Regions from separate parts of the Sus scrofa genome. Here regions 2 and 3 are each linked to region 1. The links are chromatin contacts, called in public HiChIP or PLAC-seq maps. All regions are on one chromosome and are shown on one strand. The core of a region is the stretch at or near the end of the contact, and the rest is flanking DNA. Distances in the headings are between cores, read along the strand shown.

Region 1 (5,115 bases), core at 1,572-4,071:
GGGATCACAGAGCAATTCTGTTTTAATTTTTAGGAATTACCGTATTGTTTATACAGTGGCTGCACCATGTAAACATTCCGGCCAGTAACGCAAGGATTCCAGCTTCGCCACATCCTCACTAACGTTTCTTGTCTGGTTGGTTTGTTTTCATGTAATAACTATCCTAGTGGGTTTGAGTTACTCAGTATCTTAAAGCAAATTCCCAACATCAGATCTTTCCCAACCATCCTTGTCTTCGAAAGAGATTTTTCTTTTTTTCAACGTGCAGAAAAATCCCATGTTATTTCCAGGTATTCAAAATGTGATTCATTTATACCATTAATACTTTGTAAAACCACCCAGTTAAACATGGCAGCATTTACCACAGCCATAAGATGACAACATCCTTTTAAAACTTGGACGCACGATCCATACATCCTGCTGAGTAGAGAAGCTGGAACCAATGAAATTAACAACAGATTTTTCTTCCCATGGCCGTTTAGGCAGTTGTGAGTCTCCTGACAATTTTGAAGAGGAGGAGAATAGGAATTTGGGGTGGTAAGTGAAACAGATCATGTCTCATTGTTTTTAGATTCATGTCAGTTTTGACAATGAGGGGAATGTCAAGACCCGAGGTTCTTTGGCCACAGGGAGATCCGGTGAATATTCCTGTCCTGACAGATTTTAGGGCTGACGTGATTTCTGTAAGCGTCTTCAATTCCAGAGCGCCATTGTACAAATGTGTCTTTTAATTCTACACCTACCTGTGAGTTTTCTTCCTGTTTTGTTAGACAATTGAGATAAAATTTCAATGTTTTTATCTAAAATTATTGTACATATATATGTATGTGTTTGTTTGTTTTGGAAGCTGGAGGAAGAAAAAGGAAAGCAGTCATGGAAGAGGTAACTTGCTTTCTTGTTTCCATCAGAGTCTTGAATTTCATGGAGATCTGTGAAAACAACTGTCCTGGAATCTTCCAAAGTTTCAAGGTCATGAAAGACAAGGAAAGTCTGAGAGCTATTTCAGACTGAAGGAGACTAGAGAGATCGGGCAATTTAATGCAGGATGTCATCTGAGTTGGCTCTTCTAGATTCCCGGGGGAAATTATGGGAACAGTTGGCAAAACTTGAATGGGCCTCTAGGTTAGATGATGATAACGTGTAATGTTAATTTCCTGATTTTGATGTATATTGGTTGTGAAGGAGAATGTTCTTGTTTATAAGAAATATGCACTAAAGCGTTTAAGCTGGATGAGACACTGTGGTTCAGGAGGAAAAAAAAGATTCTTTGAGTCCTGCAAATACCTTTTCATTTGAAATTATTTCTAGGAGTTCCCCTTGTGGCTCAACAGTAACAAACCCAGCTAGTACCCAAGAGGATGCGGGTTTTATTCCTGGCCTCATTCAATGGGTTAAGGATCTGGTGTGAGCTATGGTGTAGGTTGCTGTGAGCTGTGGTATAGGTCACAGATGTGGCTCAGATCTGGAATTGCTGGGGCCGTGGTTTAGGCTGGCAGCTGCAGCTCTGATTTGAGCCCTAGCCTGGGAACTTCCATATGCCACAAGTGTGGCCCTAAAAAGCAAAAAAAAAAAAAAGAAAGAAAGAAAAGGAATAAAATTATTTCTAAATTACAAATAATCTAGAGTTATTTCGTTGGACAGACAACAAAAAGATATGCAAAACCAGTGGAAATTATTGCTTATCAAAATTTTTAATTCAAAAAGAGAAGGTGGTTTATGTCATTCCCAGGCAACTAACCCAAAGTGATATTATGACATCTCTTTCTTTTGACTTTGCATTTTATGAAGTCCGGAGAGGCACTAGGTCAGAGCTGTATGATACAGGAAAGACATTTATGAGGTATTTGTTACTTGCTGAATGATGATTAAAAAGGATTGACCATTCTGTTAGAAGTTATTTAACAGAAGTCTTGATATAATATCTCTGTAATTCTTGTTCCTCAAGAACATTGGTGGGAAAGCTTTCATATGCAAAGCTTGGATGAACCTTGGGAGAGAGATACCAAAAAGAATGTGAATACATTTAGAGGGGTTGTGAACATCAGAGGAACGCTATAGCCTGTCGTAGATAATAGAAATAAGTATGATGCTTAAAATAGGTGATTCGGCTTATGGTTTAGCATGCAATGTTCCATAGCTTGGGGGAAGTATGATAAAATCTTTCATGAAAAATACACGCTTTCCTACGTACCACCGAATACTAATTCACAGCCAGTATGAGCCAGGAAAAATTGTTTGATAAAGACATTGCTTAGCCCATTAGCGGATGTGTTACTCAATTTTCTAAAGCTATTAGCGCTTTGAGAGAATAAATTCCTGGAGCCATTTCCAGCTTCCCCTCTCATGTTAGTGTATTTATGTCATATTTGGAATCCCTTTGAAGCCATTCAGATGTTTTAGTCGCTTATAAATTTGCTTTCCTGAACATGTGTTTTTGTGCCATTCATTATGATGTATGTGAGTTTTTTGAGAATAACTTCAGACGAGGCATTATTTACTGATTGTTTCTAATGGTCACTTGTACTCGTGAGTCTATACTTCTTTATGCACAGAACCTTTTGGCATTTTACTTACAAGGTTTTTTACAACGTGTATTTATTTGCAGCATGAAACCCTAGGAGATGAAAAAAAGGAAACCTGAAGAGCAGATGCTCTGAGTTATTTCTGAGGCCCATCTGGAAGGAAGGTCTTGGCGAAACATCCTCTGTACGTCTGCTTCGCTCTTTTCTCTTTGCAGCTGCTTCCTCTGCCTCACTCTTCCACATGGTAGAAGTCAAGGCTGCCAAAAGTTTCCAACGTGGTAAGGATCCAGCCTGTGGGAAGGAAATAGCACAGGTCTCTTACTCCCAGCTGCAAAGTCCTTGGAATGAGCTGTGACTAGCCTAGTCTAAGTAGCTGATTGCAGCCAAAATACAAGGCCAATGCAAGGACTGGGAGTCACCCATGTGACCACGTGGGCTGCAGATGGGTCAGCCCTCAGTCAGAGACTGGCGGAGGGGGCTTGGCAAATCATCCAGCAATTGCTCGTTAAAATTGTGATGAAAAACAATGTTAATAATTATCCAAACCCGTCTGATTAAGTAAAACATCTACTTAAGAGCGTAGTAAAATCTCTGTCTTAAAAGTGGATTTCTATGGGGACAGAACATCTCCGATTGGACACGTCGTCAAAGCCAAACTGAATTTCAGTGATTATTTGTATGTATCTATAATACCACCTCAAAAATCTGCAAGAGACCAAATGTTAGACTTGGTGACGCAGAAATTCATACCATGGAGCATCGTCAATTTTGTCTTTCCAATCCTCTCCATCCAGCAGAAAGCAACATCTCAAAGTCTGGATCGAACCTTTGTGTATATGCATATTTACATACAGTTACATGTCTATAGTTTTAAGTTTAGGTATATTTGGGGATAAGGAAGAAAGATGGCCATGCAGCGGGAGACTCGGAAAATAATAAATGTCGGATGTCGGAAGTGGTTTGGATCTGACAAGCAGAGCTAGAGATCTGAGTTCTCAGTTTTCAGGCACTCTCCTAACAGTCTCTGTAATTCATTTCAGAGCTCCGCTACCCCTCGTGAAATACGTCTGGCATTATTTCTAAAAGCGCTTTGTACGAGGACATCTTGCTCAATTATGAGGGATGATTTCGAAGGGCACACCAGGCTCTCAACTAGAAAACATATTTACACTGTTTATAGGAACAGCTCTCCTCCCCTGTGTTAGAAAGTGATTCTTCCCAGACCTTTGCAGAGAGAGAGCAGAGGGGTCGAATGCAACTGCACCTAAGCAGGTCTGGCATCGGCACTCATACCTCTGTGATAGTTCTGTGACGGCTGTTTCTACGCCGAAAAGGTACATGCATCTCCTTGGGCGTGCACCATCACAAATGGATACAGCTGCAGCATCAGCACCTGTTTCCTCTGTCCTCTGGGGCTCTGAAATCCTACTGAATCTGCTGCCAATTTCCTTTCTTTGTTTTATACTCAGCGAAGTGAGGAGGTAAGGGGAAAATAAGGTAACAAAAGGATTCAGAAAAAAAGAGCTTCTCTTTAAAATATTGCTGCCTATTTCTACTAAGATCAGTCCTCTATGTTTATTCTCAGGTACAGATCTTCCGCTTTTAACTTGAGCAACTATCTCAGTACATTAGATTTGTTAGGCTATTTTTTAACTTTAATACAGTATTAAGAAGCAATAGTGGATTCCTGGACGTGTCAAACTATTTTTAGGCTAAAAAAGCATTTAAATAAGAAATGCAAAAAAAAAAAAGTGTCAGAATATAGCACCTTTAGAGATTGAAATAGATTTATAGAACCTCTGGTTCATAAAATCACAGGATCATCCATCCTGATCCTTTGACCTTACGCCTTGCATTTTGAGCTGGGTATTCAAAGCAAGGACTGCCGTGGGCCAATTCCCCGTGGAAGGCATTTCTCTTACTGAAGTTCTGGCAAAGCTCTGGGCTTCCCGCGCACCAGCCCAGTGTCCTTCCCGTGTACAGCTCGTGTGATTTCTCTTCCAGGATAAAGGTATCTTTTCATATTAAGTCCAAAGTGAAGATAAAATAGTAGCTTGTTACCATATCCATATCCAAAGATAAAACTTTCTGAAGCTCAGAGGACTCTCGTTAACCTTTCATTTCTGTGATTATATTAGTGTGGGCTCTATATTCCATTTTCATATGGCCCTAATTTTATTTCAGATATATTCTAATAACCTCAGATGGGGATAATTTTATTTCTTTCTTTTTTTTTTTTTTTTTTTGCTTTGCTATTGTACATCATGATTAGCTAGGGGATTTTTATTTATTTTTATTTTTTTTAATTTTTCTTTTTTTGTCTTTTTGTTTTTTAGGACCACACCAGCAGTATAAGGAGGTCCCCAAGCTAGGGGTCGAATCAGAGATACAGCCGCCAGCCTGCACCAGAGCCACAGCAACGTGGGATTCGAGCCACATCTGTGACCTACACCACAGCTCATGGCAATACCAGAGCCTTAACCCACTGAGCTAGGCCAGGGATCGAACCCGTGTCTTCATGGATGCTAGTCAGGTTCGTTAACCACTGAGCCCCAAGGGGAACTCCAGATGGGGATAATTTTAAAACAAGGTT
Region 2 (5,115 bases), core at 796-3,295, 230 kb before region 1:
AAAAAAATTATGGCCACACCCGTGGCATATGGAAGTTCCCAGGCCAGGGATTGAATCCCGAGCCCACAGCTGCGACTTATGCTGCAGCTGTGGCAACACTGGATCCTGTAACCCACTGTGCCAGGCCAAGGATTGATCCTGAACTTCCACAGCTACCTGAGCCACTGCAGTCAGATTCTTAACCCATTTGCCACAGCAGGAACTCCAAATACTGTAAATTTTTAAAATTTCTTTTCTTTTCTTTCTTTTTAGGGCTGCACCTGTGGCATGTGGAAGCTCCCAGTCTAGGGGTCAACTCCAAGCTGCAGCTGCCGGCCTACACCATGGCCACAGCCATGCTGGATCCAAGACGCATCTCTGACCTACACCACAGCTCGTGGCAGCACTGGATCCTTAACCCACTGAGCGGGGCCAAGGATCAAACCCGCTTCTTCATGGATACTAGTCAGGTTCTTAACTTACTGAATCATACCAGGAACTCCCAAAACAAGGTATTTATTGAGGAATTTAGAATGTAATAATAATCAAACAACGGTATGTTGTATAGCCATTATTTGAAACTAACTTAACATGGAAAAATGATGATATACTATCAAGTAAAAAAAAGAATAAAGTAGAAAACCAAATTGTGATATAGTAGAGACAGAATTTTCTTTAAAACATGTCCATGTATATATCCATATGCTTTTGGAAATAGATACAAAAATTGAAAGAACTGTATCTAAATGTGAACAGTGGCTATGGTGAAAACCTATGTGCAACTGCTCTCATCTTTGTACTGATTTCTTTCTTCTTATATTTTTCTGCAAGACGCCTCCTATTCTTACAATCATAAAAATGTTAAAACATTTTCTCGTTACAGTAAAACCCAAGAGCACTGAGGAAGTCTGATTCTACCAGAGCCTGGCTGGATCGGGACCTTCCTGGGTGTGGTTCTCTTTGGGGTCCTCCACCCTGCACGGTGGATTTGGGCCTTTAGCAACGATAGCCGTGACAGCTGTGTCAGAACCGAACCGTCCCAATACTGCTGTGTAGAAATGACATTGAATGAACTTGACCCCAGAGGGCTAGTATGCATTGGATCCTGCTCCAGTTGTCTTTGCCCTTTCATATGCATTTATGCTCTTCCAAGATACAGCCTAAACGTTCGTTTTCCAGTTATTACTTAAAGCATCATTTACTCCACAATTCACTGAAGGGCTCGAGGTCACATCCCTTTACATTGCTGATTTAGACACCAGAATCTAAAGAAATGCAATACCCTTGTGCTAGTGAAACTCAAGATTTGTCTTATTTTTTTTTTAATCATGTATGCTTCCTTTCTTGCTTTTCTTAAATCCTGACTGTTTTCCACGAGGATTCACTAGAGAACATATACGTGCATATTCTGTGTTCTATGCAGATACACAGACAGACTCTATATGTTGTGCTGGGACATGTGCCTTTGAATCCCATGCATCGGCCAAGACACATCACTGATAAGGCGGGGCTCCAACAGCTTTGACGCTGCCCTGTAGAAACACACCCCCTCCCCTGGGTCCATGGTGGAGAATGGATGGTGCCAGCGTCCGAGGGCCTGAGTGGGACAGGCATGAGCAACCAGAGACCTCAATCCTCTGACACGTTTGCGAGTTCATCTTGTAAAATTAGGGAGCATCTCAGGTACAAGGGCAGCCTTGCAGGAACTCGGGCCTGGACCAGAGGCCATGGGCTGTGGCGAGGGCAGCTCCATGTCACACCCACAGAAGGCATCCAGTTTCTAGGTTACGTGTAAGTTTGAAGAGATATTATGAAAGATGTACTTTAATTCTCAGGGGAACTGGCATGTTCGGTGGACAGGAGTCTCTCCTCCCTTGATGGCCACCCGAGCCAGATACATCACCGGGGGACCCCTGCGGGGACAGGGAAGCGGGGCTCATTCCACGTGTTCCCTCAAATCAGTACCATTTTAATTTGGTGTTCGTTCTTTGGAGCCAATGCCTAAGAGTCGATTGGGAGTGCTGAATTAGAACCAGCTGGGCTTTCAGCTCCATCGCCTCCCTTTCCTGTTTCCCTGAGAAAACAATCCCAGAGCAGGGGCGTAGCCAAGAGGGGACCATTCAGTGCTCGGCCGGGACTGCATTTCCAGTGCTAATCACGTGCAGGAAAGCCACACGCTACAGATACTTTTTCTGATGAACTCATAATTGGTTTTAAGTATTGCTACCTTCCTGAAGGAATCAGAAGCTTCCATTTTTTTCTTTCAATTCTTTTTTGAATTTTTCAGACTTGGTAAAAGCTACAGTGTTATCTCCTGGACTGGCTGTGCAACTCCACTCTCAAAGGGATGTAAGAATCTTTATCAAGACAAATAACTTTTTCAAGTGATGGATAAATCAAAATAGTGCTGAATCACCACGAGCATTTCAATAATAATTTCATTTTGAGAATTTTTGCCATATGAGTCATTTATATTTTGTTTCTGAGAATTCAGCCAACGCCTAAAATCCAACATTCTCATCCTATTCCACTTTAGTAATATTCTAATAATTTAAATATTTTGCTTTACAATTTTGACTAAAAAGGAAGCAACTTATTGAGTTTTTTTTTTTTTTTGCCACATGGTCTTTAGTCTTATGCAAATACAGATTTATTGTTTTCTATGTAATTAATATATTAATATTACAGGTAACTATATACTAACTAGTATTTTAATTAGTGTATTTGCTTGGCTTTCTTCTTGTTCTTGCTCTCTTTTACCCACTAAATAAGCGAACTGTGACACATCACCTCTGTATGCATAAACAGCACTCTACTGCCCAAGCTAACTGGCAAATTAAAGAAAATTATATAGCATGCCAGACGCTGTACTGTCATCTCCCCGCCTGTCACACCGACCCATGGGTAGGGAATTGCAGAACAGTTGTAAATTCCTGATTCCACTGTACGAATTTCAAATCGAACTCCATGCTTGTGACAGTATTAACTACAGCCATGGAGCTGAACCTGGGTTGAGATCTGAGAGTTTTGCAAACAACAAAATCATTTCTCTCGCATATTATCTGAGTATACATCCTACATGTACTTCAGTCAATATCTCTTGACTGAATGAAGTTACCCACTTTAGTTAAGCAGACAGGAAAGTCTTTCAGTGATTTTTAAGGAACAGGGTATGGAATAGTTATTCTTCTCGGAAGAAAACGGTGCGACCGTATCACACAAGAGCAAAGAGGCTGCTGGTCGACGCTTCCGAGACCCTGGGTTTGGCTTTTCCAAGTGCGGGTGACCCAGAGGGAAGAAAGCATTTCTAACTCCGAACCCCCTGCTCTTTCTGGGGTGAAACTCTGCCTCCTAAGGACATGACCTTGAAGGTCTCTTTGCAAAAACCCATGTTCATGTAGCAGAGTAAACTCCAGTAGTGGCTTCTTTGTGAGCACAGACTGAGCCTCTTGATAATTTAGGGAGCTGACTGGATGCAGGTATTTTGCTGTGTCTCGTTTTGCAGCCTAATCATTTCAGAAGCAGGCTAGAACTGTCAGACTCCTGCCGAAAGCCTCAATCAGCAGACAATACTCGCAGTGACCTCTTGAAAAAAAATGAAGTCAGGTGTTTGCCTCCAGCCAGCAAAGAAAAGGCGCATTTTATTACACGTGGACTGCATTCCTTGGCAAAAACGCCACACCACAATTCTACTGTTTACAGAGAGGCTGAAACGCCGGTGAGGCCAAACACCACACAGAGTAACCCCCGTAAGACGCACGGATTTCTTTCCTAGTAGCCCTTTATTTCTCAATCCAGTCCTTCCAAAACGAGGTCACAAGTCTACCACCAAAGCGCCCTCTTTTCTCCCCAGTGGTGGAAGAAGTTCTCCCCATTGCTGCCTTTTCGGTCCAACATACGCAAGTGTGTACAACTGTATCCCTTTAAAGGCTACTTTGGGGGGGACAACCCAGGAGTGAGCAAGGCTGCAGGACCAAATGGATGGAATGTGTAATTTTTGAGAAAAACGGGATTGAATTTCTGATAGGATTTTGAGCCAAGAAAAAAAAATCTAAAACTGGGTTAACGAAGGGCGTTTGTTTGCAATGTTATCTCTACAAATTTCCCTGGTGATCTTTCCTGCTTCCGATCCATCTCCACGCACACCTGCCCGTCTCGCCCATCTTTCCTCTAAAAATAGAGCTGCAGTTTCGTTCTTTTAGAATTTTTTTTTTTTATTTTAATGGAGAGAATAGGATTTCCTCTTTGTTTCGGCACCATAGGACTCTAACTCTAGAAAGCTGCAAAAATAAACTCTGAAGCTCTTTCTGCAGTGGCCACATGTGGGACCCGGTCTCCACCACACACACCCCGCCCCCACCCCGGCCCTCCAGTGCCCGGGGCACATTCTAGTCCCAGAGACGCAGCGTGGGACTGGGGATGAAAACTCGTCTCTGCTAAGTCAGAGGAAACCAAAAGGTCCGGGTACAATGGCCTGTGTCCCGAATTTGCTTTTTGGAAAATGTCATTTCACTTAACCAAACCCCGCGAGCAGATGTGATCTGGCCATGCCCTCAAGAGCTGCTGTGATGCCGAAGGGACTGAACAGAGAGGGAAACAGAGTAGACTGTGAAATACTCTCACGGATGTCAGAGGCAAAAAGAGGGGCCTTACGAGCGGCAAGATCTTCAACCGTGAGCAATTTAGACAGTGACCTAGCCCCGCGCGGTTGAGAATTTGTTTGGCAAATCATGGGTTCGATTTCCAGTTTAAAACTAGAGTAGGATGGATTTTTTGCCTATAAACAGCGCTACATGTAGAAGACGGATCTTGCTTAAGCAGCAGTATTTTTCAATTCCAGGTCACATCTCCTATGTTATGTCAACCACACCAGAATTAGTCTTTTTGAAAACAGTGCTTTGGTTTAGCTAAAGCCCAAGAAGGTATGTTTATTTCCTTAATTCATTCATCCTAGAGCTCTAGAAAGGGGTGTTTGGTTGTTTTTCAACTGGGATTTTTGCTTTTCTTTTTCTTACTTTGCCTCTGAAGTTAGGCATCCATTGATAAGCTAAGTGCGCAAAGCTGATTTATGCTAAGGGATTGCATCCTTATTGATTATCCTGTTTTTTCTATTTATATTGTATCTTTGCAACATCA
Region 3 (5,115 bases), core at 1,206-3,705, 230 kb after region 1:
GTGTGAGTGTGTGTGTGTGTGTGTGTGCACATTTAAGATTTTCGCACTTAGTCACTTTCAAGTCCACAATACGGTGTTATTGGTGTTATTAACCCGAATCGCCATGCTGTATATTGGACCCCCCAGAACTTAACTGTCTTTCAACTGGAAAAGTGTACCCTTCAGCCGCTGTCTCCCCACTCCCTCCCCCACCACCGCTAGCCTCTGGTTTTTTTAAAATGTAAAAATGCTCTTGCTGTCTACGCAGAGATGGCGTCTTCAATGGCCTTTATGAATCTCTGTCAACTGCCGTTCTTTAAATATTTGGGAATCCAGTCTAAGGCTTACGTGTTCAGATTCTTTCCAGAAATTTCACAGCATATAACATCAATTTAAATTTCTCCATCCTACGGAGTATCAGCTCTGTTTCCCAGCTGCATCCTCAAGACAGCGGGGTGGACAGCCTTCTCAGGGAAAGAGACCCCTAATGCCAGCAGTTGGCTTTTCAGTGCAGGAAATGATACACCTCAAGGTTCGCATTATCTTTCTTCTTTTTTAATTAGTAAATCATATACTTGTGCACGAGCCTGAGTCAACAGACCAGGCTTTATTGTCTCCAGCATACAATTCTCTCCTACCATTAGGGAAATTGGCTTATTCCTGGATGTCTCAAAAGCTTCCTAAACACAGGGAATTTAGACAATGAGAAAAGGGTTTTGTAATGGAGCGTCTTTCACAAATCAATATTAAATCACTAACGGACTTGGAAAGGGGTACAGACCGGAAAGCCATTTGTTTTAATGGAATCTCATGAGGAATGCGTAAAAAAGAATATGCCCTGAATATCTTCCTAATAAATCAAAACAAGGGAATCTGTATAATAGTAAATATAACTTTGAGAAAATGTAATTATCTTAATTTTTTTTAAGGACCAGCCCCAGACATTGTTTTGAGAACCACTACTTCGTATGTTCCTGTAATCCTCTAACCTCTGAAAACCATTATACATGATACATCCAAATTCTAACCATGGCATTGGTTATTCCAGTATTTTGAGAACTATTTGAAACATAAAGGTAAAGTTCCTCCATTCGTGAAATTAACGCAATCTGAAAATTCACATATTAATCCAAAAAAAGAAAAAAAGAAAGAGGTTTGATTATTGAAAATATTATAGCTTTAGAGAATGAAAATTACACTGGAGGGGTAAAATTTTTAACAGCCCACTTAAAAATGTGGAGCAAAATATTTACTTGGCTGTGAGCATCTCTGTCAGCAAACTTCTAAATGATTACCGTGTCTTACGTGCAAGATGATATTTCGGTTACAATTAAAATCATTGGTTGGATTTTAAGACGCCTCCGACTCAACCTACAAATTTGGGATTTACTAGGAAAGAATAACAAAACATCTTAAAAACTTCTTGAAGGGTTCTTTTCTTCTTATATCAAGAAGCAAAATGCACTCAGTGCCCTGTTGAGTAAGTTAAAAAGCATCCAAGACATAGGCAAATTCCCTTGATAAAAATGTTTTCTAGATTAATATTGCTATTCAAAGTCCTTTCCACATCGCTTGGATTTTTCTTTTCCTTTTAAAGCACCAAGTTTCTCCTCCTGGTTTTGGAATCCATGAACAGATCCGGTGCCATGTCACAGACACAGTCAGATCCTTTAAAACCTTTTCTCTTTCTGTTTCTTTTTTTGAGTTTCCTGTCGGCCTGACACATTGTGTTCTCACATCCCTTGGAAACCACGTGGGGAAGAAATAAAGTGCACCCCTCCGTCCACAGATAGGCAATGTTTGCTCACCGACTGGGGGAAACACAACAGGTCACTGCAATTGGCTATATATGGTCATTCAGTCACACGGAGCAAGGGACGAGGCCAGGACACAGGAAACACCTGTGGAAAAGGACTCCGAATAATGGGCCCTTTTGCAGTTTAACTGTTCACAAAGCACAGAAATACCAAATACCAGCAACATGTTGGCCAATGTTATTTAAAACGGGCTCCCTGCAAAGACAGGGGAGCAGGTGCAAGACTTGCCTCTCAAAAACGTTCTGTTTTGGAGTTCCTGTGGCTCAGCCAAAACGAATCCAACTAGCAGGCAAGAGGATGCCAGCTGGATCCCTGGCCTCGCTCTGTGGGTTAAGGATCCGGTGTTGCCTGTGAGCTGTGGTGTAGGTCGCAGTCTCAGCTTGGGTCCTTCGTTGCTGTGGCATAGGCCAGGGGCTACAGCTCTGATTGGACCCCAGCCTGGGAACCTCCATATGCCGCAGGTGCAGCCCTAAAAAGCCACACACACCAAAAAAAAAAAAACGTGCTTTTTCTTTAGCACCAAGTCTTGCACGTTGTAGCACTACCCACGGTAAAAGCAATGAAAAGTCTTCAGGGCAGACACTAAAACTGTCTTTCAGGGATGTCCTTTCCTGAAACCTGGAAGATGTGGAAACAAGGAACTTGTGCCTGAGGATGTAGCTCCATCTACAGGACGTGGGAGGTAGGACAAGGTCCATGTAAACAAATTCTCCGGCCACACGCGGATATTAAGGTTGTGTTTTGCTTCTGATAAATGAGCTTTTTCACTGAGAAGAAAGGAACGTGAAACGAGGGGTGACGTGCACGTGGGCCATTCATTCCTGAGGCTTTGATCGACTTAGTTTTTATTCTCTTCTTTGTAAATTAAAAAAAAAAAAAAAGTCCATGTAAGCTCATCTTTGGTTTAAAAGAAAAGGCAGTTCTGGTTGGGGATGTAGATGGCGGGGGCGGCTAGGCATTTGGGAAGCCGAGGGCATATGGGAAATATTTGTACCTTCCTCTCCATTTTGTTGTAAACCTAAAACGGCTCTAAAAAGTGCTCTTTTACATAAGAGAACAGACTTGTGGTTGCCAAGGGGAAGCCGGGAGCGAGGAGGAGTTTGCGGTTAGCAGATAAAACTAGTACATGTAGAATGGATGAGCAATGAGGTCCTACTGTACAGGACAGGAACCATATCCCGACTCTTGGGATAAAACATGCTGGAAAATAACACAGGAAAGGGAATGTATATATATACGTATGTATACATATATGCCTGGGCCACTTCGCTATACAGCAGAGACTGGTACAACATTGTAAATCAACCATATTTTAATTAAAAATAAATATAATAACAAATAGGGGTTTTGTTTTGTTTTGTTTCTTAGGGCCGCACCCATAGCATATGGGCCTATGGAAGTTCCCAGGCTAGGAATCGAATAGGAGCTGCATCTGCCGGCCTAGGCCACAGCCACGGCAAGACCAGATCTGAGCCATGTCTGCAACCTACACCACACCTCACAGCAACGCCAGATCCTTAATCCACAGAGAGAGGCCAGGAATGGAACCTCATCCTTATGGATACAAGTCAGGTTCTTTACTGATGAGCCACAAGGGGAACAATAAATCGTTTTTTTAAAACACAAAACCTCAGGCAGAGTCCACTCAGGGAGCACTGAATTCTTTTAGAAAATGGTATGGAGGTACCTCAGGAAACTAAACATAGAACTACCATATAATCCAGCAATTCCACTGCTGGGCATATATCTGGACAAAAGTTTCACTGAAAAAGATACACGCATCCCTGTGTTCATAGCAGCACTATTCACAATAGCCAAGACATGGAAACAACCTCAATGTCTATTGACAGATGAGTAGATTAAGAACATGCAGTACATATACATGGTGGAATATTACTCAGTCATAAAAAAGACAAACAAATGCCATCTTCAGCAACATGGATGGATCTAGAGACTCATTCTAAGTGAAGTCAGAAAGAGAAAGACAAATACCATATGGTATCGCTTGTTTGTGGAATCTACAATATGGCTCAGATAATCCTCTCCAAAAAACAAAAACAAAAAAACAAACACAAAAAACAGAAACAGATCATGGCCAAGAAGAGCAGACTTGGGGTTCCCAAGGGGAGAAGGGGAGGGAGTGGGATGCATGGGCATTTGGGGGGGGGGGTTGGATGAAAACTTATATTTGGAAGGAATGGGCTGTGGGTCCCTAACGTACAGAACAGGGAAATGTGTGTGATTGGGTCACTTTGCTGTACAACAGAACTTGATGAAACATTGTAAATCAACTATACTTTAATAAAATAATAATAATAAAACAAAAAAGAACATGTCAAACTAAAAATAAACTTAAAAAACCTTCCTCCAGTCCATCAAAAGAAAAAAAAAGAAGTCCTCTCTCCTCTCTGTTTTGGGTCCCGCCTGCTCCCGGCTCTCGGCTGGCCAGGGACTGCACGTCGGCACCTTCTTCCCACTTCTCCTCCCTCCCGGGTCCCATGGGCTCTGCACCCCCAGGGCAGTGGCCGGATAAGGACATGCTCTTGATGTCCATGCAGGTGCACAGAGCCATTTTCCAGCTCTCACTTGCAGGAGAGGCGGCCAGTCTCCTGGAAGCCTTGGGCAGGACCGCGGCTGGAACTCGGCCTCTGGCCACCGCTGCCTAATAGAAACAGAGAGACAGAGCTTGGGGCAAAGGAGGAATGAGTAGCTTCATTGCCTTGCCAGGCTAATGCCCTAAACACAGTGCCCTCTCTGGGGAGACCAGGAGTGGTCTTCTCGTTTGGGAGGGGAAGATGGGGCTACAGATTAGGCTCCGGGTAGCAAGCTTGTATTCCTCTTCAAAGCTGGTGTCAGGTGGCCCCGGGACTGGTTCCGGTGGTCCTTGAGATTATCAGGACACGCCCTTCTCTCCGGAAAGAAGGAGGCTTCACGGGTAGTCAGCATCTTCCCTTTGTTGGGGGCTTTAGTTTGGCAGGTATTGTTATGCATATTCCCTTAGAAGGAACCAGGTCCCTGCCCCAAGGCGGCACTATTGTCTCCTGAATGTTCCTCCCTGGTCTCTGCATCCCCTCCATTCCCAGATGAGCAACAGTTTCAACCCGCCCTCAGGGAAGGTCACAGAAGCTGAAGCTTATTCCCTACAAACCGAAAGGTGGGGACACAGAGGCTTCTGTGCCCAGGAGCCTGCAGGGTCCTGGTTTCAGCTCCCTCGTCCTGGAATCTTTTATTCAGGTGGACATCCAAGGTCCAGGAGCAAGGGCCAGATCATTGGCCCAAACGTCCCCTTTCTAGGTCTGTCCTCTTGTCCCCTACCTCT

Evidence for each region. HiChIP or PLAC-seq counts read pairs in DNA pulled down with a chosen protein or histone mark.
Region 2: an H3K27ac HiChIP or PLAC-seq map of skeletal muscle shows a contact between it and region 1, with 4 times the contacts expected there. The contact joins two enhancer-like sites. A contact is called at or near these places in 1 of 47 Hi-C or Micro-C datasets (embryonic fibroblasts) and 2 of 2 datasets of contacts at active chromatin or transcription factors (alveolar macrophages and skeletal muscle).
Region 3: an H3K27ac HiChIP or PLAC-seq map of skeletal muscle shows a contact between it and region 1. The contact joins two enhancer-like sites. A contact is called at or near these places in 5 of 47 Hi-C or Micro-C datasets (embryonic fibroblasts, fetal heart ventricle, heart right ventricle and 1 more) and 1 of 2 datasets of contacts at active chromatin or transcription factors (skeletal muscle).

What each region holds. Positions count from the first base shown.
Region 1 is chr10:65,959,332-65,964,446 of Sscrofa11.1, reverse strand. No RefSeq gene overlaps it. Among named protein-coding and RNA genes, the nearest start is that of AKR1E2, 270 kb to the right of the region's middle. Within about 2 kb of position 2,821, at least 6 of the 83 cell types and tissues checked have an H3K27ac peak or open chromatin away from gene starts, as enhancers often do. A contact at or near this core is called in skeletal muscle, where this site is marked.
Region 2 is chr10:66,190,676-66,195,790 of Sscrofa11.1, reverse strand. No RefSeq gene overlaps it. Among named protein-coding and RNA genes, the nearest start is that of KLF6, 300 kb to the left of the region's middle. Within about 2 kb of position 2,045, at least 13 of the 83 cell types and tissues checked have an H3K27ac peak or open chromatin away from gene starts, as enhancers often do. A contact at or near this core is called in skeletal muscle, where this site is marked.
Region 3 is chr10:65,727,426-65,732,540 of Sscrofa11.1, reverse strand. No RefSeq gene overlaps it. Among named protein-coding and RNA genes, the nearest start is that of AKR1E2, 37 kb to the right of the region's middle. Within about 2 kb of position 2,455, at least 10 of the 83 cell types and tissues checked have an H3K27ac peak or open chromatin away from gene starts, as enhancers often do. A contact at or near this core is called in skeletal muscle, where this site is marked.